Regions from separate parts of the Sus scrofa genome. Here all the other regions are linked to region 3. Evidence: chromatin contacts called from public Hi-C data. All regions are on one chromosome and are shown on one strand. The core of a region is the stretch at or near the end of the contact, and the rest is flanking DNA. Distances in the headings are between cores, read along the strand shown.

What was found. Hi-C and Micro-C count contacts between places; a contact is called where the count stands out from the background.
Region 1: a contact with region 3 is called in a Hi-C map of liver, with 2.5 times the contacts expected there. The contact joins two enhancer-like sites. A contact is called at or near these places in 2 of 47 Hi-C or Micro-C datasets (both in liver) and 1 of 2 datasets of contacts at active chromatin or transcription factors (skeletal muscle).
Region 2: a contact with region 3 is called in a Hi-C map of liver, with 2.2 times the contacts expected there. The contact joins the promoter of SUMO3 here to the enhancer-like site in region 3. A contact is called at or near these places in 3 of 5 promoter capture datasets (fetal liver and liver), 3 of 47 Hi-C or Micro-C datasets (all in liver) and 1 of 2 datasets of contacts at active chromatin or transcription factors (skeletal muscle).

What each region holds. Positions count from the first base shown.
Region 1 is chr13:207,501,643-207,506,206 of Sscrofa11.1, forward strand. It overlaps PTTG1IP (pituitary tumor-transforming gene 1 protein-interacting protein), which reads right to left. Exons shown (of 6, transcript XM_003359011.4): 2 at 1-14. Among named protein-coding and RNA genes, the nearest start is that of PTTG1IP, 3.2 kb to the right of the region's middle. Within about 2 kb of position 2,074, at least 5 of the 83 cell types and tissues checked have an H3K27ac peak or open chromatin away from gene starts, as enhancers often do. A contact at or near this core is called in liver, where this site is marked.
Region 2 is chr13:207,482,300-207,486,707 of Sscrofa11.1, forward strand. SUMO3 (small ubiquitin-related modifier 3) reads right to left here and starts at 2,063. Exons shown (of 4, transcript XM_003359010.2): 1 at 1,820-2,063. The coding sequence starts at 1,840.
Region 3 is chr13:207,278,406-207,282,697 of Sscrofa11.1, forward strand. No RefSeq gene overlaps it. Among named protein-coding and RNA genes, the nearest start is that of LRRC3, 10 kb to the left of the region's middle. Within about 2 kb of position 2,511, at least 7 of the 83 cell types and tissues checked have an H3K27ac peak or open chromatin away from gene starts, as enhancers often do. A contact at or near this core is called in liver, where this site is marked.

The sequences.
Region 1 (4,564 bases), core at 824-3,323, 220 kb after region 3:
GTGCTGAGAGCAAGCTGCAGGGAAAGAGCAAACAACACTGAGTCTGCAGCGTCCAGAGGCGGCGGGGGGCGGGGGGTGCCTCCCACTCACGCAGCAGGCCGGCCAGGTTCACGGACTGAGCTCGACGAGCAGGGCCCCAGATGGACACACGTGTGGGGGCCTGACCCCAGGGTCTCGCGGGAGAGAAGTCGGCGCCCGCGGCAGGGCTGGCCGCCCGGGGTTCACCCATGAGCCTGAGCACCAGGGACCCATGCATCGGCTGACACTCTGGCACCAGAGGCCACGGCAGTGCCAAGCCCCCCCGCAGGACGGAGAAGCCAGTTCCGGTCCCAGCAGAGCCTGGCCGCTAGAGAATGGGGTGGACCCCACGCAGCCCCGAGCTCAGGACTCGGGCGAATCAGAAGTACAAAGCCCGGAGTTCCCATCACGGGGCAGCAGAAACGAACCCGACTAGGAACCATGAGGTTGCGGGTTCGATCCCTGGCCTCGCTCAGTGGGTTAAGGATCCAGCGTTGCTGTGAGCAGTGCTGTGGGTCACAGACACAGACCGCATCCCTCACTGCTGTGGCTGTGGTGTAGGTCGGCGGCAACAGCTCCGATTCGACCCCTAGCCTGGGAACCTCCATATGTCATGGGTGCAGCCCTACAAAGACAAAAAAAAAAAAAAAAGAAGTACAAAGCTGGTGTACAGAAAAGAATTTCTAATCCACCAGCAAGCAGCTGCTATCCCTCCCCCCCTTAAAACACACCCACATTTGTTTTTGGCCGTGCCCGCAGCAAACGAAACTCCCGGGCCAGGGATCGACCTGTGCCAAGCAGTGACTGTGGTGGATCCTTAACCACTACGCCACCAGGGAACTCCAAAACACACCCACACCTGGGAGAGGGCTGTGTACGTTGCCTCCAGCCACCAGCAAAGGCACATGAGAATAATCGGAAGTCCCCTGATGGCCTAGCAGTGAGGGACCTGGTATTGTCACTGCAGCGGCTTGGGTCACTGCTGTGGCACAGGTTTGATCCCTGGCCTGGGAAGTTTTGAATGCAGCAGGTATGGCCAAAAAAAAAGAAAAAAAGAAAAAGAAAGAAAAGAAAGAAAGAGGAGGAATTCCCACTGTGGCGCATTGGAAATGAATCTGAGTAGGAACCGTGAGGTTGCGGGTTTGATCCCTGGCCTTGCTCAGGGGGTTAAGGATCTGGCGTTGCCGTGAGCTGTGGTGTAGGTCGCAGACGAGGCTCAGATCCCAGGTTGCCATGGCTGTGGTGTAGGCCGGCAGCTGTAGCTCCCATTTGACCCCTAGCCTGGGAACCTCCATACGCTGTGGGTGTGGCAAAAAAAACCAATAAAAAATAACATGGAATTATGATACGATCCAGCGATCTCACTGCTGGGCATATATCCAGACAAAACTTTCCTTGAAAAAGACACGTGCACCCCTATGTTCAGTGCAGCCCTATTCACAACAGCCAAGACATGGAAACAACCTGAATGCCACCGACAGATGAATGGATTCAGAAGATGTGGTGTATGTACACAATGGAATATACTCAGCCATAAAAAAGAACAAAATAATGCCATTTGCAGCAACATGGATGGAACTAGAGACTCTCATCCTGGGGGAAGTCAGTCAGAAAGAGAAAGACCAATGCCGTGTGACGCCACTGATATCTGGAGTCTCATATACGGCACAGATGAACCTGTCTACAGAAAAGAAACAAACTCATGAGCCTGGAGAACAGACGTGCGGTTGCCAAGGGGTAGAGAGAGGGAGTGGGAGGGACTGGGAGTTTGGGGTTCGCAGATGCCAACTACTGGGAGCAGCTAAGCAAACGCGGCTGCAGCAACAGAAAGGGACTCGGCTTTGGGCTTCACTGAACCATTTGTTCCTCCAACGTTTTCTGCAGCTTTAGACTTCGTCTCTGTTCTTTCCCTTGCCACTCCCTGGCAGCTGGAAGTTCCCAGGCCAAGCACCGAATCTGAGCCGCAGCTCCAGCAACCCCAGGTTCTTAACCCCGTGCCACAGCAGGAACTCCTGAACGTCTTCTGAATAAACTGTTGGCCGGGGAGGTGCAGAGGCCTCGCACACCCGCTCAAAGTCCACTGGAAAGGCTCTGGAAAAAGGATCCACGGCCTTCTCGTCGACCTTGACAGAGTGGCCGTGGGGAACTGGGAAGATGCAGCCTGGGGACAGGGATTTTCCAGTTTAACAACCGGTCCTGTGTGAACTAAAAGAACTCAGCTCCAAGATACACACCATCAACCCGTCCACCCTGGGGCCTCTGGATCACCGGCCAGCGTGTGTCAACAGTCGGCGGGGGAAGGCCAAAAGGGACAGCCTCACTCTCCCCTGGCTCCCAGCACAGCCTGGAACCGGGCAGGTTCTTAACACAGGAACGCCCATGTCAAACAGCCTCCGCAGAGCCCAGAGCCGCCGAAGGCCATTCCCTTCCCGCCCTCGAAGCCCAGGCATCTTGCACGGCCAGAAAGGCAGGTACCCCAGCCGCCTGCAGCTACTTCAGAGACGGGCGGTGGCGGCGGCGTTTCTCACCGCATCTTATCTCATCACGGGACGCGGACAACCTGCGCTGAGCCGGAGGTCGGTCAGCAGCGGCCCAGGCTCCCGGGTCTAAGGCTGAAATCACCGCCCTGGCCTCGGAAGCCGAGGCCAGGACCGTCCACTTAGGCTCATCTTTTCGGGGCTAGAGACCCGCAGTCTCATGCTCGTGGGAAACTAAGTTGTAAAGAAAAAGTCTGCTGGACGCAGGCCAACCCAGGATGTATTTTCAGTTCTTTCCTGAAGTTTCGGGTGCGTCAGCTGCTTAAGCACAAAGGACGCAGCGCACACTAGCGTCTGTCGGGAGCTCTGTTTTTTAAAAACAAGGAAATGAGGAAGGCTCTTTCCTGTCGGACCCAACAGGCCCGAGGGCTGCATTCAGCAGACCACATGGAAAAGCCCCAAAATTGGGCGCTGCGGCCGCGCCCCAGGCAACAGGGCACAGCAGGGGCCCGGTGGGGTCAATTTCACCTGAAAAAGGAGGCAGGAGTTCGATTCGATTCGATGCAGAAAAGGGGCGAGGTGTATGCCAAGATTCAGACCTGAGCACACCAACACCCTGCACACCCCCCCCCCTTCAGGACAAAAGGCCTTTCAGGGTCGCCTGCCCTCCAGAGGCAAAGATGAAACGCTGGCTGGGGGGTCCAACCCCGCTGAAGCCCTTCGACACGCTGTGGGGTCGAAGGCCATGTGCACAGGAGAGAAGACCGCAGCAGACAGGTGAGTTTGGGACGGGGACCTGCGTGCTGGCCTCTCGAGTCACACACCTGGGATGGTTATTTTTCGTGTCAACTCGACCGGGCCAAGGCAAACAGCGCCCAGGAGTGTCTGTGGGTGTTTCCAGAAGAGACGCCCTGAGCTGGTGGCCAGATTAAAGCCCGTGGCCCTCTCCTAGGTGGGTGGGTGGCATCTCCTAATCCACCGAGGCCCGGACACGACAGAGAGGCAGGGAAGGACGAATCCGCTCTTTGCTGGAGCCGCAATGTGCACCTGCCCTGCCCCCGGCCTGCTTTCAGCAGAGAGGGGGACGTACCCACAGGCGTCCTGGGTCTCCAGTTGGCGGATGGCAGACCAGGGGACTCCTACCCCGCCCCCCCCGCTCCCGAGAGCCAAGCCCTTGTGATGAGCCTTTCCCACAGCTGCACACATCCTGTGGGCTGGCTCTCCTGGGAGCTCTGAGGGACACACAGAGCAAACGTCCACGGTGTGGCTGCATTCCTACGGCATGACAAGCATAAACTCTCAGACCAGCCCACTCTCCGCGGGAAGGGGGCTCAGTGCTCACTGTGGCTGGAAAGGAGCTGCTTTGCTCCTGAAACACGAGTCTGGCTTAACTCCCAGACTGTCACAGGACCCGGCCGTGTGAAAAGCAAGCAGCCAAACACACGAGGGGGCGTTTCCCGCCACACCCACTCTCACAAAGCCAGAGTCCATCCCGGAAGGCCACCAAGGAGAGGGCCTGGTCTCCTGCCTCACACCCACCCAGTCGGGTAAAAAGAACTCATAATACATTCGTGCCGAAAACACATTCTGGACCTAAAGCTCCCCATTCTGCGCGACCTGACTGCCGCGCCACAGAGGTACACGTTAGTGCGCTGGGAAGCAGACGAGCAGGAACTCAAGCAGCCTTGCGCTGGAACAAGCAGCCCATAAGGTCACAAAGCGGACAGGTGCTTGGCTGTGCTGAACCGAAGCTGACCAGCCAGGGCTCTGCTCTCCACGCCTGGTGATCGCGGGACGCCCCATCCCCAGCTGCTCCTGAGATTTCCACCACCTTCCAGCAGCCAGGTCCCTGGAACTCCTGTGCCCTCTTATCCCATGCTCCCCTCACCCACCCCCAAGCACTCTGCTAGTTCCTGGTCAGTCTCCCAGGAAGTCTGGTTCTCCACCTGCCAGCCGCCACCCGGCCCAGCACCTGACACAGGTGGTACCAAGAATAGGTGGGATAAACCAAGGAAGGCTGACAACGGCTGCGGGTCTGGAGAGCGAAGAAACCCAGCCTCAGGGTTAGT
Region 2 (4,408 bases), core at 813-3,312, 200 kb after region 3:
TCCCAATAAGCCAGTGAACTACTGCAAAGAAAGGGGGTGGACAAGACCCACAGTTCCGACCAGCAGGCCTCTGCCTGTGCTCTCCAGGGAGGCAGAACTGGCCTCCCAACGGATCCCAAGGTTTTCTTTTCACCAAGATGGGCTGGAGCGGGCCTCCTACCACCCCCAGGCCCAGAGGAGAGCTCGGCAGGCAGCGAGGCTGTGGTGGGCAGGGGTGGGGCACGAGGCCTTGTCTGGAAAGCAGTGAAAACAAGTTTATTCAACTGAATTGGGCTGTGGGCTGGACCACGTGGGAGAGCTAAGTTTAAACACACCGAAGGAATGAGATCTATGTGTATTTCATCGCATTTAAACTGCAGAAAGAGGCCCCCAGAAAGCATGAAGAAGGGGCGCTTGTGTTCAGCCTCCAATAAACAAAGGATCCAGGGCGCGAGCGCTAGCAAAGGCTGAGTGAGAAATGTAACTGGCCGCAAGGAAAAAGCAAAGGCAGGAGTTCCTGCTGTGGCGCAAAGGGACTGACGGGTCTCTGCAGGGGCAGGGAGGGACATGAGTTCGATACCAGGCACAGTGGGTAAAGGTTCAATGTTACCATAGCCGTAGCATAGGACACAGCTCTGCTGGGATTCAACCCATGGCACAGGAACTGCATGTGCCATGGGGCAGCCAAAATAAAAGAAAAAGAAGTAATAAAATAGAATAAAAAACAAAGCTCCAACTGCACCCGGAGAGAGGAAGCTCCTGAGGGCACCTCTTCTCACAGGCCCCACAGTGGGCTCCCGACCTGGGGCTCAACCAGGGGGTCTCTGACCAGGGGTTTGGTGACCAGGGGTTCCGTGCCCTGGACCCCAACCCCAGCTCTGCCTCCTGGGCTCCAGCCTCAGCTGCAGGGGGGGAACCTCCAGCGGGGCTGGCAGCAGAGAAAGCCTGCACGCCATCGTTCAACTCGCAGCAGATCTGCTACTTGGAAAACACTGACCCCAAGGGTCCAGAAGCCCGTCTTTAATAGGAGGGGGAGGGCTAAGGGCCAGCGCAGCAGACTCAAGGGCGCAGACCTGACAGCCTGGGGGAAGGGCGGCAGGGGGCACACAGTAAACGACGGGGGAGGTGGGCGCACGCCCAGGGGGGCGACCGTGCCTCCAGACAGGTCAGGCCTCTCAGAGCCCCTGTCCCCAGCCTGCGCCCCCTCGGGCTCTCCGCAGTGAGAGCTGAGGAGGAGGCCCTCCGAGGGGCAGTAGGGCCCAGGCAGGCCAGGACCTTCGGTCCTGGCATGAGGGGCGCAGCGGGGGGAGAGTCCGAAGAGGAAAGAGGTTCTGGGGAGGGGCGGTCCCAAAGGGGGACGAGGGGAGACCCAGGCGGGTCCCAGCCAGGAGGGTCAGGTCCAGGAGGGTCCAGGATGGTCCAGGATAGGGGTGCCACTCGCCGAGACAACGGGGCGGGGCTCTTCGGGGGCGGGGCGGGGCCGTGGGGGTGGAGCTCGTGTCTTGGGGGGGGAGGCCTGGGAGGGGCGGGGCTCGGGACGGGGCGGGCCCCGTGGGGAGGGGCCTGGGCGGAGGGAGGGGCCTGGGCGGAGGGAGGGGCCTGGGCGGAGGGAGGGGGCGCGCGGCGGGGCGCGCGGCCGGGCGGGGGAGGGGAGCCGAGCGGAGCCCGGCGGCGCGGGGGAGGGGGCCGGGGAAGCCGGGTGGCGCCGCGGACCCCGGGCCCCAGAGGCCGGCGGCGGGTCGGAGGGCGGTGCAGCACGGGGCGCAGGCGGGGGTGGGGACGGCGGCGACGGCGGCGTGGGCTGGAGGCAGAGCACGGGCCCGCGCCCTACGGCCCTTACCTTGGGCTTCTCCTCGGACATGGCTGCGCGCGGCGGGCGGCGGGGCAGCAGCAGCGCCGGGCGGGCGACTCACGCTCTCGGCCCGCCGCTCTCCCGCCGCAACTGCTCTCGGGGCCGCGCTTTGCCCCCAAATCCCTGCGCGCCGGTTGGCCGGCGCGGGTCACGTGGTGGGCGCGCGTGCACGAGGCGCGACCCCGGGGCGTCGGACGCGCGCCTGGCCTGCCGGCCGAGGTTCCTGGCGGTTGGAAATGCGTCACCGGGCGGGGCCCCGCGAAATCCGGCGTCGGGGTTGGGGGTTCCCAAGGCAGCGGGGGCTCGGGTCCGCCCGAGGGGTGGGGGGCGCGCTGGGACCCGGGAGGCGTGCAGGGCAGCTAGGGTGGGGACGGTGGGACCCAGGGGGCACACGGGGCAGCGATGGGGGCAAACTGGAACCCCGAGGTGCTCAGAGAACCGGGCCAGGAGGCCTTGCGCTTTATCATGGAGCCTGAGAACGGCCCCTGCTCTGGTCCCCATAACTGGTCCCCCTACTGCAGCAGCACCAGTCAAGCCTAAGTGCACCCACTGCTTTTCTTTTCTGGTTACGGTGTTTCTCAGAGGAAAAAAAGGAAAATAAAGCCAGCCAGGCGAGCCACTCCAGGGGACGTGAGTGAGAACAGTGTCTTGGGAGGCGCCCCCACTACTGGGGAAGGTGCAGCTTGCCTTCGCCCGGAGCCAAGTGTCGGACCTCGAAGTGGAGTGAAGGAAGGGGTGGAGGCTGACCCACCCGGCCACTCCGTCCACCAAGGAGTCAGGGCATGACTTCCTTTAGCAAACCCACTCAGGCTCCAAGGTCCGGCCACCTCCACTCTGCGATCCCAGGGGACGGAGGCATAAATGGCATTTCTGGGAGGGAGACGGGGAGGCAGAAGCCTCTCTCTGTGATGGGCTAGGCTGCTTGTTCTTCTCCCCCTGTCCAGCCCCCTTCTGAGCTTGGCCAGTGGAAGCCGAGCACCTGGGGCAGGTGGGGACCGCTTTGCTACCCTACCTGGAAGCTGTGCACCTGACCTTTACATCAGCCCATTTTACAGGTGAGGAAACTGAGTTACCTGACGTCCTAGCGTGGGTGAGCAATGCCGCTGGGATGTGAGCACAGGCAGTGGTCCGTGTGTCTGACCAGTGTGCTCTGCTGCCTCGGGACAAACCCAGGGCTCAACCCCAGCAGGACAGGCTGAAACGGGCACTCAGGCAACCTCGGGAAATGTGGTGAAGAATGGGCCCTGGTCAGGAAGCCCTCCAGGATTCTGAGGCCCTGGCTCTTCCTGCCCTCCCCGTCTCCACCCCATGCCTCAGAGGAAAGGGACCAGCAGTGGCCGACGTGGACTGACCCCTCGGGTGTGCCGGCTGTGGTCCCAAGCACGCATCAAGGCTCACAACACTCTGCAGCAGGGACCTTAGCCCCCTGTTCTTCCGGTCAGGGAATGAAGGTTGCACAGGGTCACGCACTAGGAGGTGGCAGGGTCTGGATTTGAACCCAGGTCACTAGATGGCTTCCATCTGAAGGCCCTGCTGACGGGGTTCTGCTTGCTTCCTGACGCTGTCGAAAGGCCACAGGGCCAGGTATTGATGGGCCTTAATTTCACAAACCACTTTGGACCCTTCAAAACACACTTCCTTGGGTGTTCCCATTGAAACAAACCCAACTAGCATCCATGAGGATGAGGGTTCAATCCCTGACCCCACTCAGTGGGTTAAGGAGCCGGTGTTGCTGTGAGCTATGGTGTAGGTCGCAGACATGGCTTGGATCTGGTGTTGCTGTGGCCGCGGGGTAGGCCGGCCGCTATAGCTCTGATTCAACCCCTAACCTGGGAACTTCCATCTGCTGCCGGTGGGGCCCTCAAAAATGAAAAAAAAAAAAAAAATCACATCCTTGGCTAGAGGCCCCGTTTAGGAGAAGGGAAGGCGCTTCCAAGAAACGGAGCTGCCACGTAGCAGGCTGACGAAGTCTCTCCATCGAAAGGTCCGAGCAGAGCCAACCTCCATCTCAGCCAGGACTGAGGGTCCTGGAGTCCGGACGGTGTCGCCTCTACCAGGGGGCCCTCGGGTACAACGACTGGCTCAAGCTCTGCTTCCTGGAGAGGGGGGTCTCCGGGAACTGGCCCCTTCCAGAACAGAGATGGACAGTGGGGCCCAGAACTGCCCCCGGCTGACGGGCTGTGGGGTAGCTTCGCGTAGGCGGCGTTTGGACCCATCGTTCGTCGTCGGCTCTGAGACACCATCAGCTGTAAAGCATGAAATTGGTTTATTTAGCACAGACGCGTTAAACCAAGACAGGTTTTGGACGGAAGACGTCCTGGTTTCAGACTTGCTGAAGGGTGAAAAACCTATGGCTTAGAATTGATGAAATGCAGTATCTAAAGGTGTTCCAGTAAGGATTCGAACTGTGGTTCATTCGTAGGACGAAAGCCTGCGTCCCCAGTAAAAGAAATGTGTAAAAAAAGAGTCCTTGGTGACAGGAAGAGATGCGCATATGTTGAGTCATTTTTTTTTTTCTTTTTATGGCCCCACCCGCGACACATGGAAGTACCCAGCTCAGGGGTTGAATCAGAGCTG
Region 3 (4,292 bases), core at 1,261-3,760:
CCAGTCACCTCCACGCTGGAACTCCCCGAGGAGCCAGTTGTCCAAGGCCTATGCATGGTGGGCATCCAGGCTCCGGCCCAGGCATAGCTGTGAGCTGCTGCCCCTGCCAGGCCCCACCTGGCCCCTCCACTGCATGGTGAGCTGGAGGTGGCACCATTGGGCGGGTTCCCGCTGTCCTGCTCCCCAGAGACCTCAGCACCCTGCTGTCTCTGCTCAGCTGGAACCCCACCCCCACCCCCAGGCCCACTTCTGGGCACCAGCAGCGTGGACCTTGTGTGGCTGGAAGGCCTGGGTCCTGCAGGCTCTTTGCGGGGTGGTCGTCACCGTGGCTAGTGGTGTTGGCCTTGCCCATGGTCAGCCAGACCCGGGTCCCTGCCAGGCTCCCCCAGGCTTAGCGGTCTCTCCAGGGTCCCTGGATCAGGGGCTCAGAGTGGACACCAACCCTCCTGTCCTTGCCGCCGGCTAAGAAGTCGCCTTGGAATCGGAGCCTGTCAGTCGGCTGTCACAATAATTAGGACACCAAGGCTGAGGTTTTCCGAGCCAGTAACTTGCAAAGAGATGGGCCGCTCGGCGTGGTTGGTAACGGTTGAGTGGCCCCGGGAGAAGCCCCAGAGCGTCTGCCGTTGTGATGTCCGCTCTGTGACCTGCGGGTGTAAACTCGCCAGTGTTTGGGTTTCTCCTGCTGCGGCCGCTGCTCCTGTTCCGTGTGGGGCGCCGTGTTTGTGCCATTTTGGAAGGGCTCCTCTGCCTCCGTGTTGACTGCAGCCCCGATGTGCCAACTGCTCCCTGAGTTTGCAGGCACTTCAACCCCATTCATTTATATTTTTGAAAGATACAACCCGATGTGCTGGACAAATGCGTAAGCTGTGTCTCTGCCTCTGTCTTCCTTTTTCATTTATTTCACTGCCTTCATCATTTTACCTTTAGAAAGTTTCCCTCCATGTAGAAAAAGAAATTCGATCCTAGACTCTTTTCCATTTCTGACATTGGACATTTACTTTTTACTTTACTAAATGGTGCCAATATCTTGTTGAATGGCCTAATGAATTTATTTTTCATTATTTCTTTATTTGCTTTTTAGGGCCACACCTGCAGTGCATAGATGTTCCCAGGCCTGCGGCTGAATCAGAGCTGTAGTCGCTGGCCTGTGCCACAGCCACAGCAACAGCAACGCGGGATCTGAGCTGTGCCTGCGACCACACCACAGCTCATGGCAACGCTGGACCCTTAACCCACTGAGCGAGGCCAAGGATCGAACCCGCATCCTCATGGATACTAGTCAGATTTGTTATGGCTGAGCCACAATGGGAACTCTGAATTGCTTAATTTTAATAGAATGAATACCTGGAGTCTAAGCTTTTCCTCATTTTTTCAAAATATTTTTGGCCTATTCTTTGAAATGTAGCTGTAGAGGTTCATTAATTTAAAAAGGTAGCTTTGGGATTTCGACGGGCATCGCATAAAAACTGCATAGGAACTTGGGAAATTCTGACAAAGTTAGGATACCAATTTGCAGATTTGTCCAAATCTTTACCTATCTCCCACAGTCTGATTTTTGTGGTTTCCTTAGTGTGTGTTTCAGAGGGGTTCTGTTTTAACCAGGTACTGCTGTGTATGGGGGGCACTGCCCATCTTTGCAGGTATTCTCATTCTGTTGGGTGAAAAGCTCAAGGGACTTGACTGCCCACCCCCAACCCCCCCACCCCCCACCCCAGGAAGGTTCCTGACCTGCCGAGAGCGCTTAGGGAACAGGAGTTCCAGGACACCAGGCAGAGGGGCCTTGGCTGTGCCACGTGGTAGAAATGGGGAGGGGTCGAACCCCCTGCAGCCCTCAGAGGTCCCCCTTCTGACTCTGAACCTGTGACTGTGGTTGCTTCCATAGCAAGCGGGAACTGCGGCTGCTGATCGGCTGCCCTTGGGAGAGGCAGGTCATTGTGGATTATCCAGGTGGGCTAACACCGCCTCCAGGGCTGTCACAGGTGGAGTGGAGGCAGAAGGGAGAGGTCCCGAGAGAGGAGGTGACGACTCCACTGCCCACTGCCGGCTTTGAAGGTGGAGGGAGCATCTAGAAACGGCAAGGGGCAGGAAACAGACTCTTCCCTGGAGCCTCAGGAGGACCAGCCCTGCCCACACCTCGACGCTGGCCCAGTGAGACCCAGATGGGACCTCTGGCCTCCAGGACCGTGGGACAACACGGTCCTGCTGTTTCACGCCCCTAAGCATGTGGTCATCTGTTACCGCGACACAGGATCGTAAGGCGCGGGCGACCTGTCGCTGTGTGGACGTGCAGGTGATGCTGGTCCGCTGTCCCCTCTCCACGGAGAAGAGGCAGGACAAGGTGGCTGCGCTCGGAACTTCCCACACGCTTAGTAGTTAACTGAACCTACAGAATTTCCCCGCTGTTTCTAGGAGGTTCCAGCAGCAAGGAGACGGTTCGTCTCCTTTCTCACAGGCACCTCTTTGTCCTTTGCTCTCACCACAGTGGCCAGGACTGCCTGGACTTTGGCACATAAACAGTGGTGCCACAGGCAGCCAGGCACACCCCTGGTTATAATCTGAGGGCTCACGGGGTGCGTGGTAAACGGATCGCTGGCTGCCGGCCCGAGAGCATTTCGTTATCCCGGGAATTACAGACGTGGACATGGGTCTGCGCTGTGGAGCCTTGGAGAAGCGTTTGGTAGTCTGCTAGAAAGCTAAGCCTTCACCAGCTCGTGACCGCCGCTCTGCTCCCAGGTATTTGCCAAGAGAAATAGACACACGTGTCCACACAAACGTGCTCAAATGGGAACAAGCCCGAAGCGGATCCGTCGCAGGATGGCTGGACGGGAGATGGGCTATTCACGCCCTGGACGGAAGCCCCAAACCAACAAGGAAAACCAGCAGGGACAGCGAGGGGCCGGCAGGTGCAGCGGCGCGGGCGCGCGTCATCAACGCGGAGCCAGCTGAGCGAGCCGCCCGGGCGGCCACCGCTCCCGCGGAGGAGGAGGTCCCGCAGCGGCAGAGCCGCCCCCGCAAAGCCGGTCGCAGCGGGAGGTCTGACCAGATGGGGTCCCGGGAACTGGGGCGGGGGGCGAACACTCCAGGCCTTGTTTGGAGGTGGTTCCAGAAACGCACACAACTGGAAAGAGTCGCTGAGCAGAACACTTAAGGTCTCTGCCTTTTTAATCAAATAAAATTAAATAAATTAAATCGAGATTAAATTAAACAAAGATTAGCGTCCTTAACAAAATTAAGAATAATATTTCAGAGTCATAAAAAGAATAACAGGCTTCACTGAGATGCCCTTTTACTCCGGGTTTGGGTGCACGTGGTGGGTGTAGGGGGTTATTTTAAGGGCTTCCTAACATCGCAGGTCTTCCGGTGAGAGAGCGAGGAAAGTGCCCTGGGCGGCCGCGCTATTGACAGCATTCATCTTTTGGCGTGTGGTTTATTTTTTATTTTTTTCACAGGGGCTAGCATGTGGTTTAAATCAGCGAATCTTTGTTCACATTTAGCACAGGCCTACCGTTTTCTTTCAAATGTGATTTGAGTCCAACGTTGTTCCAGAAACTAGAGGCAGGAGGATGACAATGACGCAGGTACGGCTAAGGTTCACCCACATGTCCCGGGCCGCACAGCGCTCACGTCATGTGGTCCTTGCTGTGGCTCAAAGGGACAGGTCCTTCTCCGTTTTCGATCTCAGGGGACCGAGGCTGGGGGGTGTTACTTGCTCAAGTTCCAACAGGGAGCGGAAGAACCGGGTTACAGTCCCCCCCAGGGACTGGAGAGCTGTGCTCCTCACAGCCCTGCCGGGCTGTGTCTTCCCAGAAAGGCGCACCTGCAGCACCTGCCTGGGGAGGAGGGGAGGCTGGGACCACCTGCGTCTAAGTCCCCGAGGAGGAGCAGATGCGAAGCAATGACCGAATGTGACCGTCTGAATTTCTGTCAGTGCTGTTCGGAAATGCAAGCAGGTGACACGCCAGGAGGAGGGAGGGCCTGTGTGTGGGGAGCACGAGTGGGGGGCTGGCCTTGCTCTGAGACAGGGAGGCCTCTCCGAGGGCCGATGTAGACCTGAGACTGAGGACGAGAGGGGTCCGTCGAGGCGGGAGGGGTTGTGTGGGGGTGGGGAGAGGGGGCAGGCGGGCCCCCTCTGGAGGTCACTGCGAGGAATCTGGGTTCTAGGCACTGGAAAGGTCAAGGGTGGCCAGGACTGTGGTTATGCGTGTGTCCCCAGGCCCAGCGGGGCAGCTGGCACACAGAGGGCACTGAGTCTGGGCAGACAGCCATGGCTACCTGCACCGTCAGACAGCGCC